Regions from separate parts of the Anas platyrhynchos genome. Here region 2 is linked to region 1. The links are chromatin contacts, called in public Hi-C maps. All regions are on one chromosome and are shown on one strand. Each heading gives the region's core, a stretch centred on a gene start, on an enhancer-like site or on the middle of the called end of the contact. The rest is flanking DNA. Distances are from core to core; before and after follow the strand shown.

Region 1 (4,975 bases), core at 762-3,261:
CAAATTTAATTCCATTCTTTCTGCATGCCATTGCTATTGTCTGTGGATGATTTGCATGGATGATTGCAAAAATACTTCACTCTCAAACTTCCCTTCATTCTGAGGGAAAAGACACTAAAAAGCATATGCAAATAACACTGTACTAGCTGAAGCAATGCACTCCCACTATGGATTTATCTTTTGTTGTTGTTGTTGTTGTTCATATTTTAGTTTGGTTTTTATTTGTTTGTTTATTTTGCATAGTTTGTTTTATTTTTGGTATACATTTGGTTGCCAAAATGCATCCTACCAACGTGAGTGAATTCAGTGCTGCCTGACTGAGTGGGCAGTCTGGATCTCACGGAGGAATGAATGTCAGAGCAGCAGAAGCATTACTGAGCATTTTCCTTAGGAGATAGTGCTGTGATGATATTCGTCCTGCACCTCGAGTGAGAATTGAGCAGCCAACAGTTATTTAGGAGTGCCAAATCGTTTGACTCCTGTAGCTTCTGGCACTGCACTCCACATTTGTTAGCAGTTCATTTTAGAGCATTGTAGGAACAGGAATGAAGGACAAACATTCTCTTTGGCACCAGCTGTGCTAATGGAAAACATTACTAATACCATTTTGCCGTCAACTGCTCATCACCAACACTCTGCTTTAAGTTGCCATGTTCACCAGGCTGTCAGCTGAACTATTCATAGGAGCAGCCCCTCACCTAGCCCGGTCCAAGTGAACAGTGTGCCACCACTTAAGCTCTTTAAACTAGCCACCCTCATTTTAATGGAAGTAAACCACAGAGCTGAGGCCTGCAACATGTTACAAGAAAGCTTCAATGAGGCAGAACAATAAATGGCAGTGCTGTGTCACCGTCCTGTTAACATTCACTTTGACCAAAACAGGTTGCAATGCGGGCCCTTGCTTACCTGTGCCCTGAAATGAGAGCTCATGGCCTACCTGTTCTAGGTTTGTGACAACTAAAATTACCAAGCTGAAATGAAGAAAGATGAATACATAACATGGCTAATAGTGCTTAGTACTTAAAATGTCTTCAAAAATCTTAAGATAAAATACAGTGCGACTACTTTGCTTTCTCAAAGTAATACCTATGTTAGAATGAAGAAAACAGAAATGAAGAAGCCAGCACTTACTTCCTCATGTGGTGTTTATTCCACTAAAGCATGCTTTCTCAGCTTGCCAAACCAATTAACAAGTGTTTTAAGCAGCAAAGGGGAAAAATGTGCCATTTGCTGATAATGCAAAACCATTTGGACTAATAGAAATTGAAGAGGAATGTGAAAGGTTTAAGCAAAATAACGGACTGCAAAATGAGAAACTTAATCTAAATATTGATAAAAAAATAAGTAATGTTGTAGGAAGTGATACACATTTTTTATATACTCCATAAATCTGGGAGACAGATCTGCAAAAAGGATTACTGTATGCAAAAAATTTGAAAAAGCAGTTAAGACAACAGGAATCCATATTACATGGAAAGAATCTACATGAGGCAGCAGCATACAAAGAGAAGTTCATTTTTTTTATTGTAATCATTTGCTAGTATTCTGAAAATGAGTATTACTTGAAATCAGATAAATCTTTACAACAGGCATTTCTTTACACAACATTGAAGTGATGTGATGGTGGACATTTATTTAAGGAGGTATTTGGTGTTGTCTCTGAAATATTTCAAAATGGATTCTCTTAAAAGGATGGGGCAACCAGAGCTTCAGACTACCAAGTACTATTTACTGCATTTGTTACTAAAGAAAATGTTGAGATAAAAGTGGAGGGATTTCCTGGTAAGAGACAGCAGAGTCACAGTCAGGAGGCTTTTTGCATTCCCTGGGGTATTGCCAGTTATGTTTATGGTATCATATGACACACAGGATTAACATTGTACATGCACCTTCTTTCTTCTCCTCCCTTCTTGTTTCCCATCTCCTTACCCTGTCCCTCTAATCCCCATCCTGCATTCAATACACATATCCTGCAGGAGCATTTTGATCCTAAGATGGCTACAGAGTGACATGAGAAAAATAGGGATGCACAAATCAGTGGTAAGTGATTCATGGCATTGCTTTCTCAATTCTGACTGCGATTGCATGGTTATATATTTCTCAGGACTTGTTAGATCAAAGATTTTTGTTTGCTGCTTTGGGATGGAGCTCTATTTGATGTGCGATTTAATAAATTGGTCGAGCTCTTTGGATCAATAGTCATCATTTGGACACAAAATGAACATAAAAGTATTTGTTTGCAGACGCCCAGAGTCAAGTAATGGGAGGATTCTGTTCATGCAACTCAGCCACACAGTTTAATCCAGGAGTCCATTCAAATGCTTTTCATCATTTCTTTTTATGCACTTTTAACATTAGCTTCAACCTTCAAACCCAAAACTAGAAGATTTTCCTGTTAGTCCAGATGGAAAGTACTCTACCACGTAGAATGTAGCCAGTTCAAATATGCCGTATCTCATCAAGTCCCCACTCAAGTCTTACTTAAGAAAATCTCCTGTAGCTTATCAAACAACTTGAATGACTAATAACTACTAAGAAATATTTAACTATATTTACAGGGATTTGCAAATATGCAGGGATTATCACAGTTCGTACATGAAATTAGTACTTTTTTTTTCTCTCAAATTCTAGCAAAATTGGTTCTGAACTATCTTATTCATTTCAAAAACCACATTCTTCATCCAAGTTGTAGCAGCTGATATGGTTGTACAGAAATGGCAGGGAGGATATTAATAGTCTCCTCAATTACTATTATTTTTTTAAATGCTCCCTAGCCCATGGGAAATTTGAGTTTCTCTGTATTTTTTATAAGGTTAGGATTCAGTTTACTATGTTTGTGACTATGATCACTGACTGAAAGACTGAGTGGGTCTATAAAATCTGACTGGAAGTTATTCAGAAGTAGATTATTAGACCAAATTTTCTTCCTTATGCAGGAAAACCAAGCAGCTGTACTCCAGAAATGCATGGATTAGGTCTGTAATGGAAGAAGTACTGAAATGGAAACAAATATTTGGAAGTGATCACTTTAGTTTCCAAATCTTAAACCCAAAGATTTAAATCCAAGATCCTAATTTTTCTGCAGGATACTCAGCAAACAAAATCCTTCAGAGCTCTGAGCCTTTCAGACAATCTCTTTTAGAGATGTCTGCCATATCTTTCTGTATTTTGGTAAGGCCTTTGATACTGTCCCTCACTGCATCCTTTTGGACAAATTGTCCAGCTGTGAGACAAACAGGTTCACACCACACTGGGTGATGAACTGGCTTGGCAGTAGAGCTCAAAGGGTTGCGGTGAATGGGGCTGCACCTGGCTGGTCACCAGCAGTGCTACCTCCCCAGGGCTCTCTGTAGGTCCCTTCCAACTGAACTATTCTGCTCTTTGTATTCTGTCTTGTCTCTAAAAAGACTTGATGCTGACATTCCTTATGGGAAGTGGAGATTGCTTAAAATATACAGAAATACAGTTTTCCTGAACAATAGCAAGGGCTGTGTTTCCCACAATGATGTGGAATATCCTTTTTAATTACTAATAACTATTTAGCAATAGGCCAAGGAAGGTCTCTTCATTTCGGTGAAATAACCTTTCTGAAGTTGGAGTTTTGTAATTGATTTCAATCGCTCCAAGATTTCTTCCTCTGCATGTGGTATAAACATTGAGCTCATTCTTTGTGATAACCAAGTATATAGCAATGGCACAAAATGATTCATCAATATTTTTTGACTTTCTACTTTGCAGAAATTGCATGGAAAAGATTTAAAATGCTTTAACAAACAATGTGAAAAAAAAAAAAAAATTGAACAAAAACTTTACATTCCCTAAGATTTCGGATTTGGTTCTTGTGGTTCTAAGAGGTGTAAAGGTACTAACCTGTGATTTGTAAGATGTTTATGTCAACATTTATATATTCACATGGTCCCCTGAAAATCGTAAGTCATGGTTGTCAGATGTTTAAGCAGTAAATCATGTGATGATAAAAAAAAAAATACCCTCCTGTGTACAAGCTACCATCCTAATACAGACAGTTCCTGCATTTCAACAAATTAACCCAAAGAGAGAGTATTTGAAAAGGCAAAGTTCAGATAGTCACTAGGAAAAATGGTTTCAGCTTCCAAAATGTGTTTATGTGTTTATGTATATTTTTTGCATATCAATCTAGGAAAAAATATAATGTGGATCAAATTCCACTGTACATTATTGCTGTACATTATCACTTTAATGTAATTACAGGCCCGGGCCTGTCCCTGTGAGGTGAAGGGGATCGAGGGTGTTGGGGGGTGAGCTGTGAGGGGCCGGCTGCAGCTGGAGGGTGGTGGGACGGCCTCATGGTGGGTGTCCCCCTCATCTCTTGCTTGGCTGCAATTAAAGGAGGGGAACAGTGCCCGATGTTGACCCTATATTGCATGTCTCGATACACAGCGCTGGTCCAGAGCTTACACAGAAATCTGGAGTTCAGACACAGAGCCGCGTGGTGGCCCAGCTCCTGCAGAAGCTGCCCTGGCTCCTTGCTGATCTGTTTTTGGTATCAAAGATTTTTTAAAACTTGGTGATTAGTGACATCAACGAACTGTTCACGAAGTCGTTTCAGGAGGAGGCGGTGGGTGGGAAACCTCATGGGAGGCCCCATGCTGATCATGATGATTAGTGTGTCTGCTAGAAAAAGAGCCAAAGGAAATTGTGCAGATGAAGCTTTCTGCTGGAGCAAAAGTCTGACAGAAGACATACAGGCTATCTACTTACAAGGACATATGAAGAATTTAATTTGTTTCTGGCCTCCAGACCCTATGCAGCAGTTGCTCAAAGTTAGACATCAAGGTAACACCAGAACCTGTGAAACAGTAAAAGCAAGCAGCTAGAACTGCCGCACAGAAGAGAGCTCTGCTGTCTCCTCTAGGTGCCCCAGGGTTAATAAGGATAACCTAAGGGGAACAAAAGGTTCATGGCATTCTTCCCAAACTTAAAAGAAGTTACCCTA
Region 2 (4,975 bases), core at 1,054-3,553, 51 kb before region 1:
AATGAGAAAGATGCCTGTTTGGTGACTGCTTTTTCCCAGCCAAAGCCAGCTGCCTCCAGCTAGACCTTTCTTTGGGAAGATCAATCATGAAATTGTATATATCTCTCTAGGGAAATTCGCTGTGTGTGAGTACAAAGCAGAAACACCAGTGGAAATTCCCTGTTTCAAATTTTTCAGTGACTGAAAGATTTCTCAGTGGTCCTAGAAAGCTCTGATAATCGTGTACAAAGAATATTCTTTATAACTTAAATAAACAGAAAAGCATTTTAAATAATTATTAGGTATAAAAACAAATTTCTTCTTTCATATCTAGGATTGGACCTCCAGACTAAGTTTATAGTAAGTATGTTGTTCTGAGAATGTAGGTAATTTATGATACAGCCAGAGGTGTAATTGTACTGTGAATAAAGAGAGGATTTCAGCTTCCAGGAATCTGAGGTATTTTTCATGAATATTAAGTAAACTTTAATGACTGAGGGAAAGAACAAACTGAAGGACAGTCATTTATATCCTGTCTAAACTGGCCTACAGCCACATTAATGTTTGTAACAGATTTAGAGTATAGCTGAAGTAACAGTAAGGTTTTCCTCTTCTTTCTCTATACACTTTTCCATACCATTTTTAGACAAATACATGTAACTGAAAGGGTGAAGAATAGTTGCTTACTTACTAAAATTTACAGGAGATGTTAAAGAGAAGTGGAATGTAATTGTAATCAGTGCTGTTTGAGTGGTGATAGATTGCAACTGAATGGTTTGAGGCTATTAATTGCAATGAGATTATACTAGTTCAGCTACCTCTGATGTCAGATACTTGAAATATTAGTTATTTCAAAGACAAATTGGATTATAAATTATTAGTAAATCTGTACCAAGGTGATTAAACCCACTTGTAAACTGTCAAACATGGGTGCTATTTCACGTTGTTGGTCAGTTGTACATTGGAAGTCAGGAATTAAATTTAGGGCTTATATGGGGACATGTGAATTAAATGTGTTACTTCTGAAGCTGAGCATTTCCTGGGCTTTCTACCCTCTCAATGACATTTGTTTGTTTAGCTTTACAGTTTTTTTAGTCCGCCACTAGCCTTTTCATCTGACTCTGTAGAAGATCGTCTAGAGAGGAAGCTGCTTCTCCGAGACAGATTTAAAACTCTTGACCACTTGGGGGAGGTAAAAAACAGCAGATCTGTGCAGCCCTCAAACAGGTCACGAATACAGTAATGGCATCCCAGAATTTCCACTCTGAGGGTCTACCATTGCTTGAAAGTGCTGTTGTCACTATAACAATATTTTTTCCTGGTATGAAGGATGAAGTATATTACCCTGCAAGGGGCTTCTTGGGCATACCATTATGTGTCATTCTTCTCATCAGTCAGATGTTTTTTGGAGCAGACACAGAATTGCTTAATAGTTTAGTATTGCGTTTTAAGGAACAAGGAGTAGAAACAATGGAAGCTGAGGAAAAGCAAAGTAGTTTAAAAGACCTATTAACTTATTTGTGCAGCTACTGAATTTTGCCGTGTGTTCATACTCTCACATGCACACAAAAACAATTCCAATCCACTGCACAAAATAACTAAACAAAGCTCTAAGGTCTAAAAATATGTACATCCAGAGCAGCATAAGAAAGAAAAGCAAGCAGACATCTTTTTGGATTTATTTCCTCTTGTCAGTGTTCTTTCACTCCAAGCTTGAAGCTTTCTCACTGATATATTCTCTGATGTATGGGTATTTGCAAGCGTTAGTAGAATTATAGGCATTTTAGACAACTATTTTTTACTCCTCGGTTTTTACATAAAACGTTTGTTACAGTCACTACAAAACGTGGCATTCTAGATATTCTGTTGTATGTGCTATTAAAAGCACAGTCATCCATGGGAAATAGGCCACAGCAACATCCTGTTGGTAACTGTGACAATAAACAGATGTGGTTGATATAAAGCAAAATTTTTATGTCTCTGCAGTTCCTCTTAAGTGCCCTGGTCTTGAGCTGCAGTTTGGGGGGCAGGAGGGCTCCTGTATTCATTCGTTTTCTATTCCTTTTCAGCTATTTCTTGGAGTCGAGAAGTAATTCTGCACTCTGTGCTTCCACTACATATCTGACATTATATCTCTGCTCCAAATACTGCTACCTTGCAGAGGTACCTACTGCAGACTCATTCTTGGACGTGTTCATGTTGGTTACAAAGATGGTAGGGCTGGTGTTTCTTAAGTGACCTTGTATTCTCCTGTGCTATTGTGACTCTTGGTGTGGTGAGACTGATCCCAAGAACATGTTTTCTTTTCTGGACTTTGAGAATTCACGGCCCTGCAAGTTGCCTTCTGAGGCTTGTAAGCCTTGAGGCAAGTTGAGATCTTATCCAAGCCAAGTCCGTTCTAAGAAGGAAACTCAAGGCCTTGGCTGTATTCCAGGTCACTTCTGCTTTTATGGGTAGGACCACAAACACTGCTAGGTCTGATTCCTTCCTTTCATCTGTTAGCAATGTTCTCCTGCTCTGTTCTTGCCAGCTGGTGCTGAGTGCCTCCGTAGGAGATACAGCACTTCAAGCTTCTGTCAGCCATTCCTCTTGGACTTAGCACTGGTGCAACGGGTTGCACCATCAGTGCATAAATTCTTAGTCTACCCTATTATAGCTGCAGTGTCTTGCTCCAGTTTTTTATTTCACAGGTCACTTCTCTGCCAACAGCTCAAAACATGATCCTCTTCCAGAAGTCCCTCCCTGCTGTTACAGCTTGTGGCCTGATGACTTCTTCCCCTGCACGCTAAGGTACCAGCATGAGTCTTTCTTCTGCTTCTTGTAAGAGACAAGATCAGCTGGCTGCTTGCTGGGAATAGCTGAAGCATCCACAGGACGTGTTGGTTCAATGTTCAGAGACCACAGGAATCAAACCTCCACAGCATCAGGAGGCTGTCTGTGGACAGTGCCACACTTAGCAAACTTGTTCTACAGATGCTGTTCAAGATCCCTCTTCTATATAAGCTAATTCCTCAGGCTACTATGCAAACACATGTAGGACAAGTTCTTGAAAAGAAAAACATTGTTTTAACAGTGTTTGATAGGGTTGTAGCCCACCCTCATTCCTCTGTTCCTGTAGGAGGCATTTCAGTCATGTTGTGAAACCGGTCTTCTCTTCAAAGGACAAAAAAAATCTGGTTATTTCAGGTAGTCATCTCAACTAAGAAAATAAATGTTAGTGCTATGAAATGTTGTTACTGATGCATGTTTTTAAAAACACGGAAATTATTTATAGGTAGATGGAACTTGGAATCATTTTGCATCTCTTTAAGTTTATCCAAAAAGCCAAGTGTCACGCATTTTGCATAATGAGTGAATAATTCTTTCAGATGTTTTGAGAGGTGACTTGTTTTACAGTCTTACTGGAATTATTAGTGGAATTAATAACTGTGCACATATGATTTGTTCTGAGAATAGGTTTTGGTTTGTTTTTAGACTTCAGCCATATAAATGTATTTCTCAAGGGCTTTTGCATTCTAAAAAATAATTTGTTATCTTCACCATCAGAAGGTGAAAAAGTAAAATCTTTATATACTTGTTACAGACTTAAGGTCCTCAGCCATGTTGTGCGTCTAATTCTTTGTTTGATTTTGCTTTCTTCTTTGCTTATTTATATCTTCAGTTTTCCACTCAAATGTTTTTTGTTTTTAATCTTGTTTGATAGTTAAACGTAAAGTAACATGCTGATAATGGCAATAGGTAGTAGAACTGGTAAGGTAACCCTTTATTCATCAGTGTTGCTCTGTCCTGAGTTTCCAGCAAGCGTTTATGGTCTGTGCTGCTTTATAGCACTGTAGGGGGGATAATCTGTTCAGCATAAATAATGGTCAGTGCTGCATTTCTGCAGTTACATTTAATTTCCTGAATCCCTGTTGCTCTAGGTACCTGCAGTAGAGCAGAAGATGGCTGATTTTGATGGGAAGGAAGAAGAGAGTAACTTCCTTTATATACAATACTAGTTACACTCCTATGCCTGCCTTCACACAGTGCTTGCTAGGGGGACTTCAAACATTTTATGTCACGTTTGTTGCTCAGTCACATAAACCTGTGATTGTGTCCTTACTCCACAATCTTTTAAGCTGATCACCTAGTGAGGAAACATCATTCATACCTTTGCAATCTGGTATTTGGGTGGAAGAGTGATGTTCCTTGAAGTTGCAGCATTTTGCCAGTGCTCAGCACCAAAAACGGCTTTGGAATTTCATCACTTTGCTTTTTATTCTCAGTCACACCTTCTTAACGCTGCGCAGAAACTCCTCTCAGTCATGATGCTCAGGTGCCTTGTAGTATAGGTGACTTCTCAGTTAGGGAAGGACATGTTGTAGCGTTATGGTTGATTCAAGTGAGTAATCACACTGCATATGAGTGCTTTTTCTCTCAGGGGAACACCCTTTGGTTTATTAATATCTTGCTTTTTAAAGATAAAAAAAAAAAAAAAATCCCAAACCCAGAATAAAAACTATAACAGGAGTTTGCCACTACCCTGCTGTATCTTGCATGGTCACCAGTCAGTCACCAGGCGTTGTGTGTGTGTGAAGTGGGTGTAAGAGGGCGTAGCAGGCTGCCTCACTGCGGGTGAAGAATTCTGAACCAGCAACATTTCTGCAGGTACCTTGTGCTTGGTCAGGACTCAGTAACGTCAGGCGTGGCTGTAAATACAGCAAGGCAGGGCGGGGGGAAGCTGGCTGAGGCTCTTCATCTGTAGTAAAGCTTCTTTCCCCACAGCCCACCATTTGTTGCACAGGAAGCCATTGAAAGCTGAAGTGGAAAAAAAAGTAATTTTCCAAAATAAATACATAGAGGAGAACGTGAAGAAGAGTCTGTCATTCTTTCCACATGAGGAAAGTAATCACAACCATGTCTTTGTTTTCTAAAAACTGGGTTTGAAGGGTGCCTCCTTTGCATTAGGCAATTCCCTGAAAGATGACTTTGACTCTGTTTTTGCACTTCTGCCAAG

What was found. A called contact is a pair of places that touch in the nucleus more often than the background predicts.
Region 2: a contact with region 1 is called in a Hi-C map of liver, with 4 times the contacts expected there. The contact joins the enhancer-like site here to the promoter of RPP40 in region 1. A contact is called at or near these places in 2 of 8 Hi-C or Micro-C datasets (liver and subcutaneous adipose tissue).

The regions. Positions count from the first base shown.
Region 1 is chr2:89,104,953-89,109,927 of IASCAAS_PekinDuck_T2T, reverse strand. It overlaps RPP40 (ribonuclease P/MRP subunit p40), which reads left to right and starts at 2,011. Exons shown (of 8, transcript XM_072035024.1): 1 at 2,011-2,040. The coding sequence starts at 2,011.
Region 2 is chr2:89,156,304-89,161,278 of IASCAAS_PekinDuck_T2T, reverse strand. All of the region lies in intron 3 of LYRM4 (LYR motif containing 4), which reads left to right. Among named protein-coding and RNA genes, the nearest start is that of PPP1R3G, 48 kb to the right of the region's middle. Within about 2 kb of position 2,303, at least 1 of the 8 cell types and tissues checked has an H3K27ac peak or open chromatin away from gene starts, as enhancers often do.